Linked DNA regions of Mus musculus: all the other regions are linked to region 2. The links are chromatin contacts, called in public HiChIP or PLAC-seq and promoter capture Hi-C maps. All regions are on one chromosome and are shown on one strand. Each heading gives the region's core, a stretch centred on a gene start, on an enhancer-like site or on the middle of the called end of the contact. The rest is flanking DNA. Distances are from core to core; before and after follow the strand shown. Region 1 holds the start of Dad1 (defender against cell death 1). Region 2 holds the start of Cbln3 (cerebellin 3 precursor protein). Region 3 holds the start of Gjb2 (gap junction protein, beta 2).

The links. HiChIP or PLAC-seq counts read pairs in DNA pulled down with a chosen protein or histone mark. Capture Hi-C pulls out chosen DNA fragments and counts their contacts.
Region 1: a contact with region 2 is called in a promoter capture Hi-C map of liver, with 4 times the contacts expected there. The contact joins the promoter of Dad1 here to the promoter of Cbln3 in region 2. A contact is called at or near these places in 2 of 39 promoter capture datasets (liver and pre-B cells), 1 of 115 datasets of contacts at active chromatin or transcription factors (pancreatic cancer cells) and 1 of 9 other capture datasets (liver).
Region 3: a contact with region 2 is called in a FOXA1 HiChIP or PLAC-seq map of pancreatic cancer cells. The contact joins the promoter of Gjb2 here to the promoter of Cbln3 in region 2. A contact is called at or near these places in 1 of 39 promoter capture datasets (liver) and 1 of 115 datasets of contacts at active chromatin or transcription factors (pancreatic cancer cells).

Annotation. Positions count from the first base shown.
Region 1 is chr14:54,250,975-54,255,682 of GRCm38.p6, forward strand. Dad1 (defender against cell death 1) reads right to left here and starts at 2,955. Exons shown (of 3, transcript NM_001113358.1): 1 at 2,658-2,955. The coding sequence starts at 2,868. It also overlaps a transcript of Abhd4 not described here.
Region 2 is chr14:55,881,162-55,885,547 of GRCm38.p6, forward strand. It overlaps Cbln3 (cerebellin 3 precursor protein), which reads right to left and starts at 3,095. Exons shown (of 3, transcript NM_019820.3): 1 at 2,751-3,095; 2 at 2,306-2,425; 3 at 1-2,016. The coding sequence starts at 3,026. The coding sequence ends at 1,819. It overlaps Khnyn (KH and NYN domain containing), which reads left to right and starts at 3,781. Exons shown (of 8, transcript NM_027143.3): 1 at 3,781-3,981.
Region 3 is chr14:57,102,872-57,107,075 of GRCm38.p6, forward strand. Gjb2 (gap junction protein, beta 2) reads right to left here and starts at 1,831. Exons shown (of 2, transcript NM_008125.3): 1 at 1,598-1,831. Gm32912 (a long non-coding RNA gene) reads left to right here and starts at 1,794. Exons shown (of 5, transcript XR_383459.4): 1 at 1,794-3,794; 2 at 4,087-4,204.

The DNA of each region.
Region 1 (4,708 bases), core at 1,705-4,204, 1.6 Mb before region 2:
GGTCTTTCAAAATCCTCCCCCAGAATTTCCTATAACCTCCCTCACCAAAGCTGCCCCTTCCAGTCTCTTCCCAAAGACCACAGAAAAGTCAAAAACACCAGGCCTGAGGTCTCCTGTCTCAACAATGTGAGCGAAGGCCAAACAAGTTACCAGGCAATGATCTGGCCTAGTAAAAGAAGTTGGGCTTAGTAAAATGAATACTGTCAAAAGAAACATGGCAGCCAGGCTGCTGATACAACTTTAACCCCAGCACTCAGAACATGGAGGTACACTGATCTCTGTGTTCAAGGTCAACCCAATCTACAGTTCCAGCAAGGCAGGGATACACATTAAAACCCTGTCTCAAAAAAAAAAAAAAAAGAAATTAAAAGGAAAAAAAAAAAAAAAAAAGAAAGGATGGATAGGTGGGTGGATGATGAATGGATCTGAGAATTTAGCTCAGTGACAAAATACCCTGAGTTCACTGAAGGGAAGAGAATGCAAATGATAACTTTCTTCAGCAACAATGAATTATCAGAAACTTTTTCTTTTCCTTAAACCCAATTTTATTTCTCTCACCCTATTCCCTGTTACCTAAAAGATTTGTAAATATCACTACTAACACCAATCTTACTACTAATAATGACTTCAGTACTAATAATGTCCTAATAATGTCCTCACTAATAATGTCCTCACTAATAATGCCCTCACTCCTAATAATGACCTCACTACTAACAGTGTTCCTTTGCTAAGCAGTCTAGTCAATAACAAGCCATATATATACCTCCCACTGAAACCTGATCATTTCAGCCTCAACAGGCACAAAAACAGGACTTAGGAGCTGGAGAGGTGTTTCAGTTGGTAAAGTGCCTGCCTCAAAGCATAAGGACCTGGTTTGCTGGCACATCTTTAACTGTGGAGTTGCAGAGAGTTGGAGAGAGGCAGACAAGACACCATACAACAGGAAGACACTCCCTCCCCAGAGTTCTCTATCCACCAGCCAGTTCAGTCTAGCCAATGAATACTTCTGCTCTTTAACCTCCATATACACACACATGCACACTGACACATAATGACACTTTACAATACATTATATGCACACAAAGATGCTCACAAAAATACTTTTAAAAGAACATTAAAAAAAAAAAAAAGCAAAAGCTGGGGCTGGGGCTGGAGAGATGGCTCAGTGGTTAAGAGCACTGACTGCTCTTCCAGAGGTCCTGAGTTCAATTCCCAGCAACCACATGGTGGCTCACAACCATCTGTAATAAGATCTTCTGCACTCCTCTGCTATGTCTGAAGACAGCTACAATGTACTCACATAAGTAAATAAATCTTTAAAAGAAAAAAAAAAAAGCAAAAGTCATCTACCAAAAAAAAAAAAAAAAGAAAGACAGATGGGATGAAAGAGAGAGTGTGAGCGCACTAACCTAACTTTCCAGCAAATCACTTTTTTTCTATGTAGTTCTGGTAAGTCAGGACTTAACTCAGAGGCTTGTGAAGATGGGTGGCTTCAACAGGAGAGACCTTACTTAAATCAGCTGTTAGCCCCACTCTGTTCCTACACTTCCATAACCAGAGGCTAAATAAGTAAGAGGTTCTCAGCCTCTTACTGTTCTCTGTCGGGAACAGTACTGGGCACAGTAGAGAGGTTTGTCAGACCTGGCTAATGGTGCTAACATATCCTGATGGTTAGGGTGTAGCCTCCAGAAACTGGACCAAAAACCAAAGACACTATGATGACCACTGAATAAGCTGACTTTGCAGCTCTAGCTCTGACTGGGGCACAAGTCGGCTGGGGCCTATTTAAGTTCTGAAAAGTAAAATTGTTCCCAGTGGGCCTGACCTAGCAATGTGAATGTGTACATGTGACGTGAGGTTTATGTTAAGACACTAAATCAAGTCTCCAGACAAGTCCAATGCTATATTTTGTCTCTGCCCAAACCAGCTGTAATTCACTGAGGAAAACAATTGCTAATAAACCCCCAAAACACTGCTGACTGACCATGATACATTTGGTAGTAACATTCCTAAGCCAAACCTGTTCCCAGTATTCTCTCAGTTCCATGGGGCAAGAAAAGTCAGACTTCAGATGAAATCCATGGCGGCAATCCTCATTAAACCTGGAAGTCTGTAAGGTTATTAAATGTGTAGAAGAAAGAAGAGCTAATACACAATTGTGTGAATAAAAATTGAGTTGAGGGTAAAGAGAAAAAGCACATAAATTATGCACAGAAATAAGTAGGGGCAACTAAAAAGCCAGCATCAATTGGGTTGCCTCCTCACAAGCAGTCACTAATATTTATATTCCTATACTATCACCAAAGTCTTCTCCTAGATGAAGTAGGGATTAGGCCAAAGTGATAGAAATGTCTCAGCTTGGCATTTTAATTTAAAGCTCTACCAACTTTAAATTTGTGTTAAAGTTTCATCAAGGTAGGATATTTTTCCTTAGAGAAGTATTAATTGCGACGAACACCAGAAGACTATTTCTTTACATATTCAGTTTCAACTCCTGTTAGGCATTAGAAACGTGACATTTCTGAGCCTGCTTCCTGGATCCCAAGAAGTAAGCGTGACTTCACAGACGACGGCCTTCTACAAACTACCAAAGGGTACCGTGAGGACGAAGCTGCGCGCCAAAGTGGGACATTATGACCAGGATACAGAATCATTACCCGCTAGGATGAAGCTGCCCACACAAGAGATGAAGCCAGAGAGGAAAGAGTTGAAGGGGAAGGTGCCCACGAGGAGACAGTAGCCGAACTGCAGCGCCCCGGTCAGCAGTATATAAAGGAGATAGGCGTCCAGCAACTTCAGCCGCTGCGGAGTGGAGCTCAAGTACTCCTCCAGGAACCGGGAGATGACGGACACCACAGACGCCGACATGACGAACACGGGGACTTCGGATACCGGACGACCACAGACGATGTGGCTCGCGCGTGCGCGTTAGCGGGCCCTAGCCACGCCCACACCGGCGGGCCAATTGGCTCCGGCGTAAAGGCCAGCCTTGGTGCGTCACAATTAATGCGCAGACACAGGCTGCATACCCAGACTGAGAACTACAAACGGAAATAAATTAATGCTCCTGCGCAGGGCCTATCTCCCCCTCTGGAGACGTGTACTATAGCCTTATTTCCGCCCTGCGTTTGTTGACGCCCTCTGTTGCTCTGGCGACGAGATTTGTGACCGGAACAAGGGGAGAGGTTTAACAGCGGACAGAGACGCTTCCCAGAGAGTTCCGGCTCTCTTTGATCCCCCTCAGTGGTCTAGCTTGGGAATCTGCTTAGAGACCAAGCTGGCGGTCCAGGGACTTAACCTGCCTGGCCCTAATTCTCTTAAAAGCTCTATCTTCAGATGCCTATGACCGATCATTAGAGCAGGTCAAGTTCCTCCGCAGTGAGAACTATGCTTATACGGGCCAAGCGCCGGTTTACACTGGCGGGAGAGGGTTGACCTCTACAGGATCCTGAACTGGAAGGCTGAATCTGGGCCCCACGAAGAACCTAAGCCAGCAGGTATTCATTCATTCAACAAACGCTCGTTGAGTACCAAGGAGGTCCAATAGCTGTAGTTATATTGTAGGAATTTTTAGGTTAATCAGTCACTGTCTAAAAAGAGAGATAGTCACTTGTGCGTAGAGTGAAGGGTCAGGATCAGCAGCAAACTGACATTGTACAACAGGTATTGTTATAATATTCCTTGAATGGCTCCAAAGAGCATATTTGTTTCAACCTGATCCTCTGAATCATTTTATAGAAAAAGAATTGAAAGTTTGAGGTTTTAACAAGTACAATTAACTGCTTTTTAGCGTTTTAGCTGAAGAAAACTTAAGTTCTGCCTTCTGGTTTGCACTGCCATTACAAGTTCACAATAACCCGACCTTCTAAACCTAGTATCTCATCTTTCAGTTAAAAAGTCTACCCGCATAGAATCCGGTACTTCATTTCAGCGTTTAAGACACTTCCAACTGCCCTGCCTAACTAGTTGAGCAGCATTTCTAAACCCGCAACTGAACTACTGTCGCTTGTTATCTGTATTTAGCCCGGAAACACTTAGCGCCACAATCCAATAAGACGTAAATAGCCCTGCCCAGGTTCCAGTGAATCACTCGTGTCTTTGGAAAGCCTTAGTCTGTTAAAAGAGGTAAATCCATATTCACAAGAGAGAAGTTTGCACTCCTAGAAATGTAGCCTCTGTGCTCTTGTGTTACTGTAGAGTGGGTGGGATGTGGAAGGATAACCAGACGGGTTCCTACTCCACATAATATGAAATGCATCTGCAATTGAACCCTTCTCCCTGTCTCAGCACAAGTAGAACAGATTCCTCTGGTCGTCAACTTAAGGCCAAATGGGCTAACTGGCTGTTTCTAATTATCCAGTAATGAATTCTTCCAGAAGTTCCTGTGCCATCATCCCAGCACCTTCCAGAAGTGTCTTAGCCTTTGATCTTTGTCATTAACATCTTCATAGGAGTTCCCTAGGAAGACAGAATCAATGCAAGACATCACTTATTGAGACAAGCATACTCATTCTAAGACAAAGCCATTCTGAACTCCAGATTTTCTCAGCTACCTGAATTAACAATACGGAAAAGTTTTGTTTTGTGTTCAGTATATGAACATAACTAAACTCTCAATAGGGATTCATACGGTCATTGGTTTTGAGTAGTGTGAGTCAGAACATTACTATGTGTAAAAAGCTCATGTGCAGAGGGATAGTAGATAAAA
Region 2 (4,386 bases), core at 1,845-4,344:
ACTGGGCTCTGTGGTTCTAAGCAGCTGTTTATCCTGAACTCCCCAGCTGCAGACTCTTCCATGTGAGACAGAAATATTATCTTATCTTGTTTAAACTATTCTTCCTGGCCACAAAGTAAGGACAAATGCTGAAGGAAAGTGCTGCCCCTCCCCCTCTTGTCTACTCCCTACCCGCCTACCCCAGTGCTGGGGTTCAAACCCAGTGCTTCATGCGTATTAGCGTCTGCCTCTGAGTGACACCTCCATCCTTATTTCTTTCTTTGTTCTGTCTCTGTCTCTCTGTCTTTCTTTTGGACAGGTTTTACTATGGCTTGCCTGAAACTCACAGAGATCCACCTGCCTCTGTCTCCTGAATGAACACCTAGATTTTTATTTTAAAACCATAAACTTGCCGGGTGTGGTGGCACACGCCTTTAATCCCAGCACTCAGGAGGCAGAGGCAGGCGGATTTCTGAGTTCGAGGCCAGCTTGGTCTACAAAGTGAGTTCCAGGACAGCCAGGGCTATACAGAGAAACCCTGTCTCAAAAAACCAAAAACCAAACCAAAACAAAAAACCACAAACTTGCCCTGGTATTTATTTAGCACGAGTACTTTATATTATAGCACTTTAAAAACGTTGACTGCTATGCCCAGCTTTGAATTTATTTCTCTTCAGCATGCTGTAGTCCTGCAGTCCCTGTTTCACACCCTCACGAACAGGACAAGTCACTGTTTTAACAGCCGCAGCTCCCCAGTTGTTCTAGGTAGGTCCGTTCATGCTGGACCATTGGGACAACTGGGTAAAAAGAGTTTCTGATGTTGGTGGGATACTAGTTGGGGGAGATGAGTCATGGACTCCCAGGTAACAGGAGACCTTAAAAGAAGAGTAAGACAGTAGTAGAAGTAGAGGAAGAACGATGCGTTTGGGGGGGGGAGCAGACTACAGGGAAATTAGCTGGGAGACAGCTGGAGGAACTACATGTCGATCAAGAGTAGGGAGTGACTGAAATTCAGATTTCCAAGGTGGGGCAGTTCTAGGAGGTGGCTGAGGGAGAGGACATGTGGTTACTGATGACTCATTCGTGACCTTTGACTCTGCCTCCAGGTCTGTATACCTGCTCTAGTTTCCCCTATTAGCCAGAGCAAACACACACACACACACACCCAAGCCTCTGGTCAGGCAATGAGGGCCAGAGTCCATTGGGACCTGGCACAGATGGACGGCAGGATTCCTGCCTTCTGACTGTCCCAGTTTACCTGCAGAATGTTTACATGTTCAGGGTAGGCACATGGCCCCATCCTGTCTCTCCAGCTACGGATGCTCTGTGGCCTTCCCCACACTGCTTTTTTGTGGTTGAGCTGTCAGCCCTGTTCACAGGGTGCTGGCCGAGAGCTCTCATTGCTGGCATTCCTCACAGGATGGAGCCCGCAGGTACTATGAGGCTGGTCCATCTGGGCCCCTGTGGGAGCCTGTCAAGCTTACCTGCGCCACCTGTCACCAAATAGCGCTGAGCAGGAAGCTGGGGTGGAGAACAGGAGGAGTGGAGTCTGTGAAGAAGTGCAAGCTTCCCTCTTAGCAAACCCTGCCTTAAACTGGAGCTGCGGAGGGGCAGGAGGGGCAGCAGGAGACTGGGAGGGCGACCTGAGTGAGGCGTTTTGTCTAGAGGTTCCGTAGCTCTGCTCTGCTCCTAGCCTTGGGTGTTTAACTATGATCTCATGCAAGGAGGTGGGCCGTAGGCAGCCTGGAGGGGGCCTTTCTCTTGCTCCAAAGATACTTTGTTTCTGGGGCAGGGAAGGGCAGAAAGATGCTAGACATCTCCGTTTAAAGGCTTGGGTCCTCAGAGTGGGAAGATGAGGAAGCCTGAGAAGCTCGAATACTTCCAGCCACCCAGAAGATTCCCCCGACGCAGGCGCAGGGACACACGGTCCCCCGGGTCCAGGGGAAGCAGCACAGAGCTTGTGGCTGCCTCTCGGGTCACATCAGGGTCATTTGCAAAGGCTGAGATGACCGGCCATGTGTTCAGCATCAGACTCACCTGGGGAGGGGAGCCCAGTTAGCATCTATGTCCTAGTCCTTAGCTCAGGACACCCCGCCCCCCATCCTCCCAAGAGTTTTCTTTTGGGAACTTGAGGGTCAGTGGGCTCTCCAGTGAGCACTGAGGGGTGGCCAGTGTTGGGTTCTGTACATCTGCCATACCCTGCTAGCCTTTCCTCCCTTGCTCCTGGTCCCTGGGATACAGGTCCAACAGAAGGGCTATCCAGGGATGTGCTGCGGTCCACTATGACCCTCCCTTCCCCCCGGAGGTGGACTGGCACTTAGGTCACCTGGACAGTTTGGCGGTTGTACACCTTGACCACGTGGAATCGGAAGCTGTAGACTCCACGGACAGGGGCCACGAAGCAGCCCGAGGTCCGATCAAAGCCCTCGCCCTCATTGACCAGTACCTGTGGGGAAGCAGATTGTGTTGAGAGGGATTCTGGGTGCCGGGAGCTCAGGAGCATCACTGGGTTGGCATTTGTGCAGTGGGTGAGGAGAGAAGGGGTGGCAAACGGGTGTGACAGGAATGTGTAGAGTCAAAAACTATGAGGAAGGGCTACGGTGCTGTGTGTATGAATGAAAGAAGGCCAACCAACGGTCAGTGGCCATCTTAGAGGAAGGTGGTGCAAGAGATGCAGGTAATGGTTTCCTTGGAGTCCGAGGGATGCAAAGGGGCTTGGACAGTAGAGTCCAGGTCCTTGCATGTCTTCCGGACAGAGGCAGAGGGATTACCTGGTCGAAGTAGATGGCACCACTGGTACCGTTGCCGGTTTCTCCTGCTGGTTCATGGTGATGGCTTCGGACTGCAGCAAACGCCACTCGTCCTGGGGGTGCCTCTCCCAGGGCTGCACCCCCAGGTCCTCCTGCAGTAGGTCGGCCTGGCTCACAGACCACCAGGCACTCCCCCTCCAGTAGGACAGGCTCTGACCCTTCTTGAGCCCACCCAGCCTCCAGGGTCAGAAGCACCAGGGCCAAGGACAGCTTGGGTTTGTGCCATTCCGTCCCCATCCTTGCTAGGTGCCTCTGTAACTCACAGATTTTCCTGTCTTCTGTCCCCTTGGCTCTCCCCCCTCTGCTTCAAGGCTTCAGTACTCCTGCCCTGCTCTGCTGTCCTCTGTGAGTCTGGCACCTAGCCCGGGCACTCCCCTCCCTGTATCTTTTTGTGTCCCACAGCTCTGCCTGGCCTTACTACTGCTGTCTCTGCGGATCCCTCCTCCTTGGCAGAGCATGGAGTGACAGCAGTTGGGCCCTGGGAGGGAGAAGAGGAATGGAGAGAGGATATGAGGGCTCTAGCCACACAAGGGTGTGTACACACACACACACACACACACACACACACACGAAACAAAATTTCTTCAATTCCTTTCTCATCTTCTCCTTTTCAGTCTTTCTCCATGGGGTTTTCCTTATTGTGGCAAGGTGTGTGTCCTCATCTCCCCCCCCTTCCCCCCCTACTCCCCCAACTCTATCTACTTGGTGAAAGTGCTTGTGTCAAGGGCAGGATTCTCTTGTGACTCTGGACCAGTCACTTCTCTTGGAACCATCAACTGCAGAACTCCCAAGGACCCCAGGAACTGGAGGCGAACGTGAGAGTTGGCAGGAGGCGTTGGGGGTGGGGTGAGTGTCTGTGACCCGGTAGGCCCCGCAGGGGATGTGGAGGGCGGGTCGCTCGGCAGCAGGACAGCAGGCCGAGCCGGGGAGGAGGAGCGCAGCCCTGCCCCGAGCCCTGGCCAGTGCGGCCCTAGCGGGGGAGGAGCCGAGCTGGCTCCGCCCCGGGCCGGAAAGTGACTCCAAAGCCACAACGCGTTGTTGACGAGAGAAGTCTAGGTTGGGTGAAGGATCCGAGAAGGCCCTCCCAGATTCGGGCTCCCAGCCCCAGGCCCCTGGGGCGCGGGAGAAACGCGGGCCCCTCCTCCCCCGCCGCGGGCACCTAGAGGAGCGGGCGGAACTCGCGGCTTTGGCGGTAGGCGTCCCCCTTCCGGGCGATCGGGAGCTGAAGGCCGTGGCGGGAGGGTGGTCGGGCTGGGGGCGGCCGCCGCAGGCTGTGGGAGGGCGGGCTATGCCCCTGGGCCCCGGGTGGGATGCTTGACAGTGGACAAACGAGGAGGGGGGGCGGGGGCGGGGAGGTGGGAGTGGTTAGTGAAGGAATAAGGCGGATAGGGGAAACCCCCACCCCAGGACTACACTGTTAGAGCCTCTGGCGCGTATTCATTTCCCAAGAGGCCCTCCTCTACTCAAAAAATCCGAGACCTCTCAGCTCTGGGACTCTTTCCTCAAACCACCCACTTCTTGTGACCCTCAAAATGAGCTGGAGGCCCTCTCAACTCGTCCCTTCTCAGGGCGGTGGTCATCAGTTTTCTCTGGCCAG
Region 3 (4,204 bases), core at 581-3,080, 1.2 Mb after region 2:
TGGGGGTGGGGGTAGGGGGTTAATACATCTATAATAGCAGAACTCTGGAGGCTGAGGTAGGAGGAGTGTGCTAACTTGAGGAAAACTTTTCTGCAGAGCAAGACCCTGGCTCAAGAAAACAAACACCAAAAGAGACAAGAAAAGAAAAGAACAGAACCAAAACAAAAACAAACAAACAAACAAACAAAAAACCAAAAAATGGGAAGGCCGGATTGAACAAACAAGGTCAAGAAGAGAGAGAGAGAGAGAGAGAGAGAGAGAGAGAGAGAGAGAGAGAGAAAACTCCAAAAGAAAACCAAATAGCTGGGACATAGCTGTGGGTCCCGGCATATCTGATTGCAGCTGCTTGTCTTAAATGGCCTTTCTAAGTGGAAGGAGAGGTTAAAATTTGACCTCACAAAGGGGTTAGGAGTACTAAGCCAGCAGGTGAAATCGTCAATATTCAACTGTGGTGTAGGAGGTGATTTCCAGGCTGGCCTTAGGACTAGGTCACACGCAGGTCCCTACCTGGCATGGGACACCTGGAGATTGCCTTGAACCGGTGAATCATTCGCTCCTGAGTAGAAGGGAGCTTCTCCATGTTTATAGTATATACTGCATATGACCCTTATTTGCCTTAAAGGATACTTCGGGGAGCTGGTGGACTGCCTCTAGATGCTGACCCCACCGCACCCTCCACCCTTCTCATAATTCACTGGCTTTGCCCATAGTTCCCAAAGGACTCCGGGGTAAGTGTAGCCATGACTGAGCCAGGCTTCTCAGGACAATCCCGTGGACCTGAGCAATGGGTCCCATTTAGGCCTACGCTCCCTTCCCTTCCATTGAGGCAGCACCAAGGGGCTGATGCAATTGTCCTAAGGGACAAGTTTCTCAGCAGCACGCCATCTGTGAACCTGTGCCTTCCCTTCCAGCTGTAACGTCCCGCCTGGACGCAAATCCTTAAAAAGCATTTAAGGAAAGAAAAAAAAAAAAAGCAATCAAAATCTCCACCCGAGTGCAGGTTGGGGTTCCCCAGCTCGCGGGAGCGGCTACGGCCGCGCGTTTTGGGCGGTCGCCCACGTCACCCCAGTGCTTTAGGTGGTAAAGGTCAGTGTCTTCCCACGGAGGCTTCCTGCTTAACAAATGAAACTGAGTTTTCCTGCTCAGCTTTCGGTTAGCTAAAAACTTTTCAATGGCGGCAGACAACGCAGCCAGGAGGCCTCGGGAAAATTCTAGCGAAGGAATACTGGCGACACGTCGCAGTCGTGCGCGGAACAGCCTGGCCCCCGCGTCCCTCCCCACCCCGCGCTGTGCGGGACCTCCCGGCTCAGGCTGTGCGCGGCGGTGAGAGCAGCCGGCTCCAACCCCGAGCCGGGCCAGACGCCTGCAGCCGAAGAAACGCGTTCACAGCTCGGGTCCCTATGCACGGGTGGCGGTGGCCCGTAGGGACCGCGCAGCGCGTTCCGGCCTCGGTTTCCCAGGACCGTGGCGGCCCGCACCCCTCCTCGCACCTCACGCGTCCCTACTGGCTGAGTCTCGCGCCCCAGCCACCGTGGGGCGTTGCGGTCGGGGGCGGGTTACACCAGTGTGACTCGGTGGCGCGGATTGGCGGTCGCACCTGTGTCCGGAGGAGCGTGCAGCGTTGGGTGGCGGGAAGCGGCGAGGCGCTGTCCCCGGTAAGGAGCAGGTCTGAAGCGGGTCCCGGGGCCGCTCCTGGGTTGGTCCGAAATGGGTCGCCGGCTGATCCTGTGCTGGTCGCCGCGGGTCCCGGTGGAGGCTGCGCTCAGTGGACTGGAGCGCCGCCGACTGGCTGCGAGTTGGGAGAGCGGAGCGCGCCGCGCGCTGCGATCCTGGACACCTGTTGGCCGCGGCGCCTTTTAACCAAAGCCCTCACCCCGCCTCTCTCACCCTGGAGCGATTGAGAAAGTTGCGGAGGAGGCGGCTCCCAGTAGCCCGCCACCCCCAGCGCCACGGGCGGGGCTCTCCGGGCACCCAGAGCCGTCAGGGCCCGCCGAGTCGCGAGCTCTCCTGGAGCCTAGGTCACTCCCCACCCCACTCCGCCCCACCCCACCCCCAGCTCTCTTTGAGCTCAAGGCTCTTCCAGTGTCCTGTCCCGAGCGCAGCCTGAACAGAGCTGGTAGACCTGTGTCTTCACCCAGGACGCAGGTCGCAAAGCTCCAAGTCCCAGCTACTCGCTTTTGGGGGATTGGGTGATGTTGAAAGAGAGTTGATGTTGCTCTTACTACTCTCACTAGTGGAAAGTGTGCTGTTATATTCGAAGCTTCGCTGTAGTAATATTATATATACTTGTGTGTGTGTGTGTGTGTGTGTGTGTGTGTGTGTGTGCGTGTTAGATAAACGGACGGTACAGTTTTGTGTTGGCCTGCAGCTTCCAGTAGCGCACAGGAGACTCCTCTCCCGTAGTGCAGTGAGCTGAGGCATCTAGAATTCGGGTTCAAGGCAGACTAACAGAGGGCGCCGCCAGGGCTGGCCAAATTCTGGCTTCTATTTCTTTGAATTCCCGATTTAATTCGATCACTTTGAACAGGGTGCCAGTGGCTAGGACAGAAGAAGATGTAGAGGTGCGTCTCCAGGGCTGGCCTGGAAGTGGACTTGTCACAGTCTCTGGAGGGTTCTCTGCCTGTGCCCCCGCTCTCTGTGTCCTCTTTTCCACAACTGAAAGCATTGCAAGGAAGGGGCACCCAGATTCTGCCGGTGCAGGGGATGCGGAAGGGGGGGGGGAGCAGAAGAGGTTAGGCAAGCCCATCCCTCTTGGAGTCCAGGATGCTGGGAAGACCTGGGCAGCCTGCATCTACCTCTCTCCGCCAAGCTGTTCGTGGGTTTTGAGGGCTCGGTGTTCCACATTGCTTGGCTGTCTGGATAGTTTTGAGAGGAGTTACGGTGGACATTCACAAGAGCTAGCTACGCTTTGGGATACCTAGGCCAGCTAGCTTCACCTTACTACTTGCAACCCGAGTCCTACAGCTGCCAGGTTTGGAATGAAAACGGCACATCCCCACAAAGTTCCTTCAGATTAGCTTTACACGCAGTGAAGAGACTGATTCATTCTGACAAGGCCCGTCTGGTCGAAGGATTGGCTTTCAATGAAAGGACCATGGCTGAAGGTACATGCTTTCCCTGTAAAGCTGGCACATTGCCGCGGGCAGACCTGACTGCTCTTGCTTGGGCAGAGGAAGGTTGCACGCTCGCTTGCTACTACCCCCACCTCCTTTCTAACTGTAAGTCTTAGTCTAAGAGGGAGTGTCTCTAAGGAAGAGAGCCTCGGATCTGTGTCCAGCCCTTCAGAGAGAGAGAGATGTGCTGAATCAGCTTGTGTGGAATAACTGGCCAAGCAAGATGGGGTGGTACAACTCCCTTGGCCTGAGCACATCTAAAGATGAATCAAAGAGGAGATGAGGTAGTGGCAGCAGGCAGGGGTGGAAGGATGTTGGCACCTTTAGCTTCTCATGGGTCGTACAGTTTCCAGTCAATTGGAGCCCCTGTTCAGTGAGGATGACAGAAGCTTCTAGAATCATTGTAGGAAGCTGGCCAGTAAAAGATAGGTTGGAGATCAGAACTGCTTCACTTTCTCCATTGAACAATTTCTCCTGAGGGTTAGTGCCCACGTTATGATTACAGCTTCAGCGTCTAGCTCCCTAACTTGCTTCTACAGATTCGCCTAATGGCTGTGTGTTGGCTGATGGTCACAGGTGCTGGGAATATTAGGATGTATCGCTAGCTCATCTCCTCCTCTGTTCCAGCCATCCCTCCTTGTTTCTTGTTTTCTCACCAACTAGACCAGAGGCTCCTCTAGGGTAAGAAATGCTAAATTTATTTGTGTATGTGTATTCTCCAGAGGGGGAGAGGGGAGAGGGAAGGAGAAGGGAGGGGAAGAGAGGCAAGGAGAAGGGAGAAGGGAGGAGAAGGGAGGACAGGGGGACAGAGGAAGCTAGAAAAGAGCTAGGAAGGGCTTGATGGAGATTCTCTTCAAATGAGGCTATACGTGCATCTGATTAGCAGATCTTAAGAAAGAGTTTATGTACCCCTTGTTGCACGTTGCCTTTGTAAGGTGAGCACTGGAGCTAAACCATACTCTTTTCATCCCAGCTCCCCCACGTTTTCCTGTTTCAACGCTTGGGCCCACGAGGAGCTCAGTACCAGTGGGAACACAGCGGGAAGGGAACAGGACTCATGGACCTGCAGTGGATCCGCTCACCTTTGTCTC